2 separate regions of the Mus musculus genome follow, and region 1 is linked to region 2. Evidence: chromatin contacts called from public HiChIP or PLAC-seq data. All regions are on one chromosome and are shown on one strand. Each heading gives the region's core, a stretch centred on a gene start, on an enhancer-like site or on the middle of the called end of the contact. The rest is flanking DNA. Distances are from core to core; before and after follow the strand shown. Region 1 overlaps Ltbp1 (latent transforming growth factor beta binding protein 1). Region 2 overlaps Ltbp1 (latent transforming growth factor beta binding protein 1).

Evidence for each region. HiChIP or PLAC-seq counts read pairs in DNA pulled down with a chosen protein or histone mark.
Region 1: a contact with region 2 is called in an H3K27ac HiChIP or PLAC-seq map of the HPC-7 cell line, with 5 times the contacts expected there. The contact joins two enhancer-like sites. A contact is called at or near these places in 1 of 484 Hi-C or Micro-C datasets (embryonic stem cells) and 1 of 115 datasets of contacts at active chromatin or transcription factors (the HPC-7 cell line).

What each region holds. Positions count from the first base shown.
Region 1 is chr17:75,332,376-75,338,823 of GRCm38.p6, reverse strand. All of the region lies in intron 24 of Ltbp1 (latent transforming growth factor beta binding protein 1), which reads right to left. Among named protein-coding and RNA genes, the nearest start is that of Rasgrp3, 100 kb to the left of the region's middle. Within about 2 kb of position 2,878, at least 1 of the 459 cell types and tissues checked has an H3K27ac peak or open chromatin away from gene starts, as enhancers often do. A contact at or near this core is called in the HPC-7 cell line, where this site is marked.
Region 2 is chr17:75,197,003-75,203,478 of GRCm38.p6, reverse strand. The region is part of intron 5 of Ltbp1 (latent transforming growth factor beta binding protein 1); the gene reads right to left. Among named protein-coding and RNA genes, the nearest start is that of Ltbp1, 190 kb to the right of the region's middle. Within about 2 kb of position 3,953, at least 61 of the 459 cell types and tissues checked have an H3K27ac peak or open chromatin away from gene starts, as enhancers often do. A contact at or near this core is called in the HPC-7 cell line, where this site is marked.

The sequences.
Region 1 (6,448 bases), core at 1,629-4,128, 140 kb before region 2:
TTATAACAACATGGGGTATTTTCCTAAAATAAAATTCAAGATGATCAGTTGAGAGACAGTGAGCCATCTTGGTCCATGACACAGAAACCATATGTGCAGAACAGGGAAGTGGCTACACAGATCTCTTCTGCAGTTCCAGGATCCAGCTCTTGTTTCCTAGTTCATGCTGGTTTCAAACTCACAAATTCTCCCGCCTCTGCCTTCTGGAAGTGGGGATGACAGGCATGGTACTATTTCAGCTGTCGGTAAGGACTCAGAAGCTGTTCAACATTAGTCCTTACCAGGGAAATGGAAAAGAACACTACATGCCATCTGCTTAACAGTGGGACTAACTAGACTTTGGAAGGAATTGCATACCAATCACTGACATGGTGTGGATATGCAACTTGCATGCTTTGATGGCCCAGGTGCACACTTGTAGTCTTAAAACCTGGATGGTTAATAGCTATTTCCAACGTGAGAGGTTCTAGAATCACCAAGGAGCCAAGCCTCTGGACACACCAGTGAGGGGTTATCTAGATTAGGTTAGCTAAAATTGGGAGAGCTAACCTAAGTATAAATGGTAAATGTGACAGCTGCCTTGGGTTCATGCCAGGGTGACATCTCCTCCATGATGGGCAATTCCCCGTGAACTGTAAACCATAATACACCCTTCCTCCTTTACGTTGTGTCTTGTCAGGCGTTTGATCCCATCCACAGGAAAAATGATGAACACAGAGACCGTGCTTGAAACAACACGACAGCATCTCCACACAATACACAGGTAGCACTGAAGATTAATAAGCCGATATGTAACAGAATAAATGTCTACAAATAACAGTGCTGAATAAAAGAGGAGGCAGATGAGTATATACTACATAATTCCATCAGTTGAGTGTTGAAAACCAGGCAAAATAAACATCTGTGAGAGAGTAAGAGTGACTACTAGGTATATGGGACTCAGGGCAATGGAGGTTCGTGATCATTTAAAAACATTGGGATATCTGCCAGAGGGGCTGGAGGCTAGTTCCTAAGTATGTTGATCCAGTAAAAGTTAGGTTGTGACCTTTTAAATTATGTGTAGTGAGAATTTTGGTTTCTTTAAAAACATAGCTATGTTATGTGAATCTTTTTGCTTTAATCCCAGGTGAGGCAGGGGGTGACTTCAGGTTGTCCACAGCAGCTGACTATGATTTGTCTCATGCTCTAGCAGGGGCATGATTTTTCCAGCTGAAGGTAGTTTATATTTGGAATTCTGGGGACTCTTGAGCGGGTATAGATGTGAGATGGTCTGTCGTAGCTGCTGCTGCTGGTTCCTGCTGCTTCATTTGCTGCTTTTGCTAGATTGCTGGTTGCTGCTGCTGCTGCTGCTATTTGCTGTTTGCTTCTGTTGCTGGTTGGAGATATCCTGGCTACACCCCCAAAACTCAATGCTCCTAATCAGCAGGAAGTAGTCTAAAGAAATCTATGCTCCTTTCCCCTCTAACCTTCTTTCTTGCCCACCTAGTGTTTGTTGGCGGTTAGAAGGGACTGGAGTGGAGAAGAGTAGTGGGTACAAAACCCCAATAAAGTAGCCAAAACGTGTGGTTACAATTATGTACTTTTAAAAACTATTTTTTATTTTATTCCTGCGTATACGTGTCCTTGAGAGTGTATGGCACGTATGTGCAGGTACTTACAGAGAGAGGCCAGAAGAGAGCATCAGATTTCCCAAGGCTGGAGTTACAGCATCTGTGAGCTGCCTGACATGGGGGCTGGGAATGAGTACTAGCAGGCATTCTTAACTACTGAGCCATCTCTCAAGCCCCAAGTCTCTACTTTTAAGTATGCATTTTAATATAGGCTTTTTTTTTTTTTTAAAAAAAAAGCTACTTTATATTGTAATTTCTTAGTTAGAGACAATGGGTTTCAGAAACTCAATTCACATCACCATTTCCCATGAGTACAATAGTGAGGCACACAAATTATAGTTGACCATGAAGAGACTCTACCACAGTAACCTTGACCATAGCTCTTGTTCACTGGAATCCATTCCAAGATGTGTTTTGTTTTGTTGTCAACTGCAAAATAGAGTCTGCTGTTTTTGTTTGCTTAAAACAATACAACCCAGAATAAGGCTACACATTTAACACACTGTGTCTTGGGGGCTTTAAGTGCACTTCAGTAAGATCTACTGCACGTCATGGGGAGTATATGACAGGAGTTGCCCCTATCCACAGACAACTATGTATTGTTCTTACAGAAAATTATGGAGCAATATTATGGAATGATTTTAACAGTGTCTTGATGAATATATTATTGTGACTATAGTGTGTATTCAGAGTAGACAGAAACTGTCCTATTATAGGGTATGGAAGTTAGATACAGTAAATGATCAAGAGGTAGCTCCTGTTTCCTAGGTTACTCATTTGGAGATGCTGACACTGAGGTAGCATCAGCCACTCTGAGAGTCGCCTGCTCAGCCTGAGAGTGGCTTCCAAGCCTGGGCCCTTCCCTATGTCCCACACTCTTCCAGATATTTAAAGTAAACATAGTTGGAAAATGGTCTTTTACATAAAGGTAAAATATAAAATCAACGAGGTTTTTAACCTTGTGGGTTGTTCTTTAAACACTGCGGAAAGTTGTCAATTTTAAGCATTCAAATCATTCCTCCTTCTTATCCCCAGTAAGCTAAAGACAAAGAAGAGGGACATAAAACAGCTTATTTCTGTCTCAACCAAAAGAGGTCAGGAATGAGCATTTTCATGAATGACGCTTTGCAAGGCTCACTTTTATAAAAAAAAAAATCCAAAAAGCACGCGTCAAGATTACATTTCAAACCATACTGACAAGCTCATTCCACGAATGACCAAGAGAGCAGGGGAAGTGGTCTGACCCTAATGGTTTTCCTCATTGAGGGAGCTTGCAAAGCTCAGACTGGGTATCTGGAAAGGTCGTTTATGTTATTAAATAGCTTGGGACGCACACACTTTGTGCTTGCCAATGATCTTCCTGTTGGAGACCAGCACTGCAGAGAGGAGAGCTGGGGGTGGGGCGGGGCGGGGCGGGGGCACAGCCTGGGAAGAAAGCATAGGTTGGCCAGATGTCTGTCTGGGTCCAACAAAACCTTGCTATTTCATATTTTTTTAAAAAATCAAACGCAAGTATCTGAGACAATGAACAAAAAATTAAGTTCACAAAATAGGATGTTTTTAATGATGTAAGACTTTTTGTTTTGTTTTCTATTGTGAAATAGCATCTCCCTCTGGCTTACTAAAAGCTTGTAGAAACCTTCCTGTAACAGCCTCTAGAGTACTGGGATTATATAGGTGTATGAAATCTCATACCAATTGATTTTCTACACACACACACACACATACAGACAGAGAGATAGAGATAGAGAGAGAGCAAAAACAGAAAACAAAACAACAAAAACCCCCACCTATACCATATAATGTATTGCCTGCATTGCCTGTGTTTCTCCAGAGAAATAAGACAATATATTTCTGAATGTAAAAGCACATTTTTCATTTTCTTTCTATTTCTTTCCACCAAGTCTAAGATAATATTGTACAACAACTAGAAAAGTGATTGAAGGGCGGGGGGGGGGGAGAGAAAGTGCATGAGAAGAAATTAGATTTGTTACAGAAAAGAAATATTTCTTAAAATCTAACAGGACAGCGTGAGAAGTCATAAATATAAGACCATTTTTCTATCCTGTGGGCACTACAGGATTTATTATCATAAATTTATTATCACACGAAGGACCATCACGGAAAATGGAGAGTTTAGGTCCCATTGTTAACGATATACATGCTGCTCAGAGAAAGTTCTCTCAAGAACACCAGAAAACAGCGCATATCTTCTTCCACGGCTCCCACAAGAGACAGAACACGTGGACTATACATGTGCATTTTTATGTCGTCTTAAGTTTTATAAACGCAGTATTACTTCACCTTACCTTATCTAATAGTAGTCACTTACATCTCCCCTGCATTAATTTAATAGCTTTACACTTCTATGCGAGACTGCTTGAAGCGCATCAAGGTCGTATACTAAATAATTCTGAGCCACACTGTATGCTTGGTTTTCCTACACCACTGCTTAGGCTGAGCAGCCAGTGTAGACTGGGAGAGAGCCCTCAGCATAGGCCAAACATATCAAACTCCTGATTCATCTTTTTGACACGTAGACCCCAGAGGCACCATAAAATTGGCCAAAGAAATGTCTTTTTTTAAAACTACTCAAAATTTTCTCTTTCTATATTCCAGTAAAAAGCTAAGAAGGATCAATTTTAAAATAAACCACAGAAAATAGACAGTATACCTCTAGCAATAATAGCCCCAGTGCTTCAGGGCCAGGAAGCACAATGCTGGGTGGAACTTCACTAGCAATTGAGACACAAAACAATTTGAAACATCAAGCATTTAGTGGGTGGATGGCAAAGCTGAGTTGGTTATGTGAAATTCGTGGGAACATCCAAGATGGAAGATTAAAGCAAATAATATAGAAATTCATTACTATGCTCCATTATACACAACTTTAACTTTGGAGATAGATAGTGATCTATCAATACATAGAACTAGACCTGCAACTTCCTGATAATTTCACTCACAGATAAATAATCGGTGTGGTCCACACTCTGTAAGTGCAGTAATACAAAAATGAACATGTTTTGAACATTCCTGCTTCTACAAAACAAAGCGAACAAATGACAGTGACTAAAGCATCCATGTAAGAAGCGCTGATAGAGGAATAGTGAGACGGTCCTGGAGCACAGCCTGTAGGCCAGGCTTCACTTGGGGTTAATGGTCGCCAACGCACACCCAGCTCACGTAGGTAGCACGTTCCTCACTCTCCAGGGGAAACGAGGAAGTACTGCCGTAATAACTTACCCAGCCCACACTGCTCAGAAGGAGCGGGCGCTCACCTTTACACTCTCAGATTTCACAGCTTAACTGTCACAACCACTTCTGTGTCCCACCATTACTCAGGGCAGGCTTTACAGAAAAAAAGAGACTGCGCGAATAGCAATACACACAAACATAGAATAGGGTGGTCGTGGGGGCAGAAAAAGCAAAACACTGAAAGAGGAAGCCACATTCACTAAGGGTGAGGATGTCTAGGAAAAGCGGTTCTGAAGTGTTCTGGGAGGATACAGTATTCTCTTAAAGAGCCCATGAAGGAGAGGTGAGGATCTTTGTATTCCACATCAGTGTTATAAATGTCCTCATAGTTGCAGCCCAATGCGTACCAATTAAGACCTAGCCTATCCATGGGTCTGTAGAGAAGGTCAAATGAGGCAAAGGCATGGCACACTTAGCATAGCGCCTGGGTCAGTAAGAACTCCATGAACGGCTGGCTGCTAGCTGCTGTGAATGCCCTGACAGGGCCCACTCCCTGTCCCTTGCCCAGGGAATCCTACATAATTGCTGAAGTAACTGCTTCTAACATGGCACGTGAGGCAATACAATTTAGATTTGAATTGTGAAAACACCTTGCGAGAACTTCCCATGGCCTGAAAAGACCTCTCAATGTAGATGACACCAAAAGAACTGTCAAAACGGGTGGTACTGGTCATGTGCCAAGCGCCTGTGTGGGCATCAATACCAGGTATGCATTGCCTGTTCCCATTCGCTGGCTTTGCTTTTTGACAACCTCGGAAAGTGTGAACTTTATCAAGACATGATTTGACTAATCTGGGCTTGTAAAAGGATAAATTTCCCCCTTCCCTTCTCCCTCCTGCTCTGTCCTCACCCCCGCCCCCCACGCTCCAAGGAGATTCTACAGATGTTGAGAAAGTTCTTGAAACGTCTGCTTCTGTGAGTTTCTCTAGCAACTCTTGATGCACAATCAAGTGACACATGGGTAAAATGGGTTCTGGGTTAAAGCTAGCTTATTCCATCAAAATTCCCTCAGCCCTCTCTCCCACTAATGACTTAAATATCCATTTTCACTCCCAATTGCTGAAGTACATTCCCAGGAGGAGTGACTGTGAACAGTAGCCCTTACGGATGGAACCCCCTTCTTTTGCCTTTTTTTTCCTACACATGGTAGACAGCATATCTCCTTGTTAAATTCTCTCCCCTTTTTCATCTAGTAAAGGTAAAAACACTCAAATTGTTTTCTCTTCGTAGATTTTTCAGTTTCTGATCTTAAGATGATAATGATATTGATCATCATCGTCGTCGTCATCATCATCGTCATCATCATCCTAAAAATCTTCTGGCCAAGCAGCAAGATGTAATATATTTTGGGGTCAGGAACAGTGCTCATTAGTGATGGAGATGTAGTTAGTTCTACCTTTATACCACAAAACTACTGGTGCTCTGGTGCTTGTCCTCAATGTGGTTTCACTTCCAGTCTACACTGTGTGTAGAAAATGTACCTTAAGGTCAAACACACAGCACACTTTCTGTCCAATAATGACAAAGTAAACCACAGGTCTGGAGTCACCCTTTCACTCACATTGCTGTTAACCGTTATTGCT
Region 2 (6,476 bases), core at 2,704-5,203:
CAGTCAATCAACAGCCAAACCAATGAAAGACAGTGAATCTAACTGGTTAAGTGTTTGTAGGCTACCACCATAGTCTACGTTAGGACCGCTTAAACTTAAGGGAAGGGCAAAGGCAACATTCCTGCTTTCACCATTAGTATATAATTGTTCAGAGTTCTTCTGATTAAAATGGAAATTTCTGGGTTTCACAACCCAGACCTCTATGGAAAATGGTAAAGCCAGAGATTGATAGAAATTTCCAAGTAATTATTAGATACATGGTCACAAAATCCACAGATTTTCTCAAGTGAAGAAAAATAATCATTAAGAACTGATTTTTTTTGAGGTAGTGTTTGATGACCAATTCTATGGATACATTTGTGAACAAATGTAAATTTATTAAACAAGCCTCCAGCCTCAAAAAGGAGATAGAACAATATTTCCACAAAATGCTCTCTTGTGAGCCAGACAAAAGGCAGAAGTTATTTATAAGTGCCTGACACTGTATTGCAAATGTAAGTCTGCCAATTAAGTTCTGGAGGGGCTGTGTTTCTTGGGCCCCTGTAAAATTATCAAGGAATGCTAGCAAGTATGCTCGCTCTCAGCAAACTACCCCATGCTCACCTGAAAGAAGCAATTCAAAGGCCACCACAGGGATGTATAAAGAACTGAGTGAGTGCTGTCTAGAATAACCCAGGGAGCTCTTAGTCACAACCGAATGATTCACAATTTCTTAGACAAATTGTCAATAAAAACTATCATGTGACTGTTTAGTCTAAAATGAAGGTTATATAATATGGTCAATATAAACTTCTTGAAGGTTTTCCTTTCTTGGTTAATAAAATGCATTGACTGCTTGCACTCAATAGACTTAAGGTGTAAAAATGATGGAAAGAATCACGTATCTATTAAATGTTCTGCCGCCACAATCAATGCTATGCTTTCATCAATGTGACAGTGTTCCATATGTGTTCACAGCATGGGAGGAGAGAACAGTTAGCCAGAGTAACAGGAAATAAGTGGCTCTTTGACTTCTTTGTAAGGGAGAGGTGCAAAGCTTCAGATTCCTGCTGTTTTCCAACCACCGTATTCATGGCTTCCTTCTGCAGTCCTGTAAATGACACCTTTTTACCCCTAGTTTAGAAGATAACTGGGATTCTGAGATATTTAACACTTTTCTCAAAGCACACCATTAACACAAGGTAGGGTGGAGGTTCAAAATCCACCACACTGTCTCCAAAGCTGCACATTGTACCAGTGGCTCTGGGAAGGCAAAGAAGGGATGCAAAGGAACCTGTCTCCATAGAGACGGAAACTAGGGGAGCATCAGCTACAGTGTAGATGCTACTCTCTCCTCTCAATAAAATAATTAACCCTTTACAGCTCTCGTTGGACCTGAATGGACACTCAACATACGGTACTGGACAGCCTCTGGTAAAGCCAGTTCATGAAATAAAATCGAGTGTAAACCCTTGAGTTGAGGACCACAATGACCAATAAATTATAACGAAGCAGAAATGATGGCTACTATCCATAAGGACCAAATACCTAACCGCTGGGATTCTCATCTACAATATCTACTCAGTCTCAATAGAGTTGAAAACATCCACTTGTACAGCAACCAACCAGCTTATTCTATTCTTAATCCCTCCATGGCCCCATTTATTATACTGATCATTATTATGGGAACAAAACAGAGAGGACATAAGGCCTCATCTGTAAAAGCTTAGAAGCTTCTAGAGAAAACCAAATTTACACAAGCCTTCAAGCTCTCGGGAGGGCCACCCAAGGACACTGACACAATCAATCAAAGTATTCCCTTGGACACAGCATTGCCCTAACCACATGAACGACCCACTCGAAGTCATTCCAAGGCACTTGGATTCCTTAAGTTCAACTTCTTCTATTCTTCTCCCAACAATTAAAAGGGTAAGCCTCCTCAAGACCCTTATAAATTTACTCTCTGAAGCTACAGAAATGCAAAGTGCCCATGACAGTTGTTTTTTGTTTGTTTGATTTTTTTTTTTTTTTTTTTTTTTTGTGGCTGGATTCTCTCTCTGGGTTGAGACAGGCCTGGGTTTTCTAGACAGACGAAGTGTTACTTGTTTCTCTGGATGAAGAGAAGCAGCTGGGAGAATGGTTAATAAATCTGTGAGGGGCACACACAATGTCCATGGTCAACTTGACTCTTCTTCTCCTACCTCAGAGCCAAATTTATTTGGGGAAGATTTCTTTTCTGATGTTACCAGATTGCCACACAACATGACAGAGTGACCCAAAGGAGCTCTGACACCAAGATTCCAAGTAGGTCATCAGGGGCTACTAAATAACAACACACTCACTGGAGTTCCTGGTGTGCATGCACGCATGTGTGTGCGCGCGTGTGGAGTATACATGTGTATATGAGTGTGTGTGCTCACATAAGTGTGTGTACACACATATATCTGTGCATGTGTGTGTATGAGTACACATGTGAGTGTGTGTGAGTGTATGTGTGTAGTATGTTTGCATGTGTGTATATGAGTGCATGTGTGTGCGAGTATATGTGGATGTATGTGTATGTTTGTTTGTGTGTGTATGTGTGTATGAATTTGTGTGTGTGTGTGTGTGTGTGTGTGTGTGTGTGTGTGTGTGTGTATTCCTGATCATGCATGTATATACATGAGGAGGCCAGAGGTCAACCTTGGGGATCTTCCTCAATTGCTTTCTACCTTAACTTCTGAAATAGTATCTCTCATCCAACCTGGAGCTGGCTAACTCAGTTACATTGGTCAGGACCCCAAGGATCCATCAGGCTCCAGAGGCCCTAGCACTGAGATTACAGAGACCCACTACCACATCTAGCCTTTCCGTTGGCACTGGAGATCTAGCTCAGGTTCTTATGTGTGCACAGCAAGCATTTTACCAAGGAAGCCACCTCCCAGCATTCCTGCCTTTTTAGCTTATAAAAATTTGATTTAAGAAATTAAATGACAAAAACTGAGAAACAGAAGATGGGCTGGAGAGATGTCTCCGTGATTAAAAACACTTGTCCTTCCAGAGGATATCAGCTCAGTTCCCAGAACCCACAAAGGGCAGCTGACATTTGCCTGTAACTTCAGCTCCAGGGGATCCAGTGTTCTCTTCTGGCTTAGGCAGGTCCTGCACCCACATGTGTGCATATACACACAGAGACATATAAATCAACTAAAGAATTTTTTGAGAGAGAGAGAGAGAAGAAGAATAAAAATTCCTCCCTGGATTTAGAACCTGTGATGTTCTCTAAAGCATTAAACAATGACTGGCAGCTCTCTGAACACTCAAACTCTCTGTGTTGCCTGCTAAATGACTGAAAAGCCAGGCCTTGACTACCCAGCAAGCATCCAAAGTTCAGAAGAGTGGATGCCATTCACTGGCTCAGCCTGAAGGACTCGACGTTCTCATTATTTGTGACAGTGTATCCAGGAAGTATAAGACACAATGACAAGCAAAAATGCTTATCTCTGACATTACGAGAAGGACCTAGGCAGGGCCGAGAAGAGACAAGGACACACACAGCTGTCATGACCACAGCCACCACTCGCCAGCCGATGCTTTGTCCTCTTTCAGAAGCAAGCTTAGGGACCTTAAGCCCCTGTATTCCCATCTCATTGTCTGACTGACATTTGCGTTTTGCCACAGCTGAGTCACAAAGATAACATGTTTCCTGTTTCATCATACGATGCGCTAGACTAACAATGTGTCTTCCCTATTGAAGAATGGGGAAGAGGTCCACCCAGTGTTCTTACCACTTGGAAGGGGAGTATTTTCTGACATCAGAGCTGCCTAGCTCTATAACCCATATTGGCATTAGAGGAGAGGGAAGGAGAGAAGGACTCACTATTTGCAGTGTTTAAAAGTTACTTCCCCCAAACCTGAATCTCTGCTTTAGAGTCCAGTAAGTACAAGGATTCTGAGTAATACATGTGAATCACAGGAAAGAGACTTTACATCTCTCCAAAAAGACGGTGGGGCATTTAGGTGAACACAATGTCTATGAATCAGACCTGCTTTCTCTCTTCACGTCTGTTCAATGATCAATTGGGAAACCCTCCAGTTGGTAGCTGGAGAGGAGTTAAGCCCACCTGGATTTCCAGAAAACACTGAGGACTCTCATCTCATGTCTTCCTCTGGGATGACCCAGAAATCACTCAGAACTTAGTATCATTCCTGTCCAGGCCCACAGCAGCTCTCAGGGGTAGGAAGCCACTTTCTGTGACTAGGAATGAGGATCTGACTTCCTGCAGGACTTGAGGACGCTACTCTAGGTGAGGACTTGTATTTAGAATCATGAATCCCCAAGAACTGCCTTCAAAATTCTCCACTTCAGTCTGTATGAAGTTTATGTGACACCCCATGCTTGTTCTCATGCCCAACAAAGGTTTGTGTAATAATTGAGATATATTCTGTTTTACACATATAGTCTGCCTTGAGTAATGTCATCTCAGCTTCTCCTGGGTACCCAATAGCTCTTATCCTCACCTTAATTGGGTAATAATCCAGGAACGTATATTTGCATTTCATCACCTGGGACAAAGTCCCCCTGACATCACCTCTCATTCACTACCAGTCCTTCCTCAGAGCAACAGCACCCTCAGGGAGTCACCTTCAAACTCTCTAGATAGGAAAACCTCTCAAAGCTCATCACTCCCATTTGACAGCATGGATGAGAGTCCAGTGCCAGGGTTCTCAACTTGGACTACACGTCCACTCCAGCATAGAGAAGACAGCATGAAACAACGGTGGGTACAGGAGAACACAGTACTGGATTCTGAGCTTCAAACCTGCCTTTTCAAACAAACTTGCTCCATGGTGCTGAGCAGTTATTTAACCTCATCTATAGAATGCCTGCAGACCCCTGATTTCTCAGCCACTGGGCATTGGGCATACAGACAGCACTCCACAGTGCTGTTACAAATCCAAGGTTCCTCTTCCTCCTTCATAAACGTATATGCCACTCATTAAACTTCAGGGTCTTCATGTGTTTCCCACTAGGAGCTTATGTCTAAGGTCAAAAAGGCAAAACAGCTGAACCAAAGCATTTAGCCGGATATGGTGGCACACACCATATCCATATGTAACCTTAGTACTTTGGAGGTGAAAGCAGGAGGATCAGGAGTTCAAAATCATCCTTACTGTATGATGAATGAGCATCCAGCCTGGGTCATATGAGTGTAATGCAAATGATCCAAGGCTGCTTCAAGCATCCTGTAAGACACAGGGCAGACTTGAAACATCAGATTCTTCACTGGAATGTGAACATAAAAGGGACTTGCAGGCTCAGTGTCAAATCCTGGAAAAGGCCATCTCATACATAAGCAAGATGTAAATCAATACACTAACTCACCCCATCACCCAACTTCAAAATGTCTCCTGAAGAGTGTGCTGGGGATATGTTAGTTCAACTACCCAGTAGATAGTTGGGTAATTAAGAGTTAATACTAATAAGTGCATAGTCTATGGATTAATAACACTTCCTATGGCTTATCCTAGGACCTTCACAGATATATTATGTGGTTATGTTACTACTCATTGTCCAATTGATGGGATCTAGAATTACAGAATAGACATGAGTCTCTAGGGAGCCTGAAGGATTAGCTAGACCAGTGGTTTTCAACCTTCCTAATGCCGCAACCCTTTGGCACAGCTCTCATGTTGTGGTGGTCCCCAAGCATAAAATTACTTTGTTGCTAGGTCATAACTGTTATTTTGCTACTAGCATGGATCATAATGTACATATCCACTATGCAGGATATCTGATATGCAATTCCACATTGGGGTTTTGACCCCCGTGTTAAGAACCTTTGAGCTAGCTGTCTATTAACTGAGTCTGGATAAATAAGTTACAATATATGCTGGGATGAACTGTGGTACAGTATTTAAAATTATCAAGGGAGACTTATTTCTATGGCTATTAGTTGGTAGGCAAAAAAAGCACAGCACAGTAATTAATATATTAGGAAAGCTCCAGGCTGTATTTATATATCTGCCAATACATACCCATTCTAGAAGGCATATAAATGGACCCATTTGTATGTCTAAGAAAGAGATCTGAGTACTCACAGGACAGAAATAGAAACAAAACTTACATTTGTCAAATGGTTCCCATCCCACTTTTTTGTCCATTTTATAAGTCGTTTATTATTTTTTCAATGATGTACAAATCCATTTCTTTTTCAAAAAAAAAAAAAAAAAAAAAACAAACCTGTCATCAGATATAGTTAACTGTAACTTTGGTATGAGCAAAGACCAGCCAAAAAGAGAAGTGTGTTCAAATGGGGAAGTTGACAAGACAATTTAATAGATATTCCTTTGAAAAGGATGTTGGTACATACCATAATCCCTGCATTCGGAAGGCTCAGGCAGGAAGACAGCAAGTTAAGCACTAGCTGGGCTACTCAGCTGTACTCTGTCATCATTATCATTAACATCACTGCAGCCATCACCATCACCATTACCACAAACAACATTACTACCAA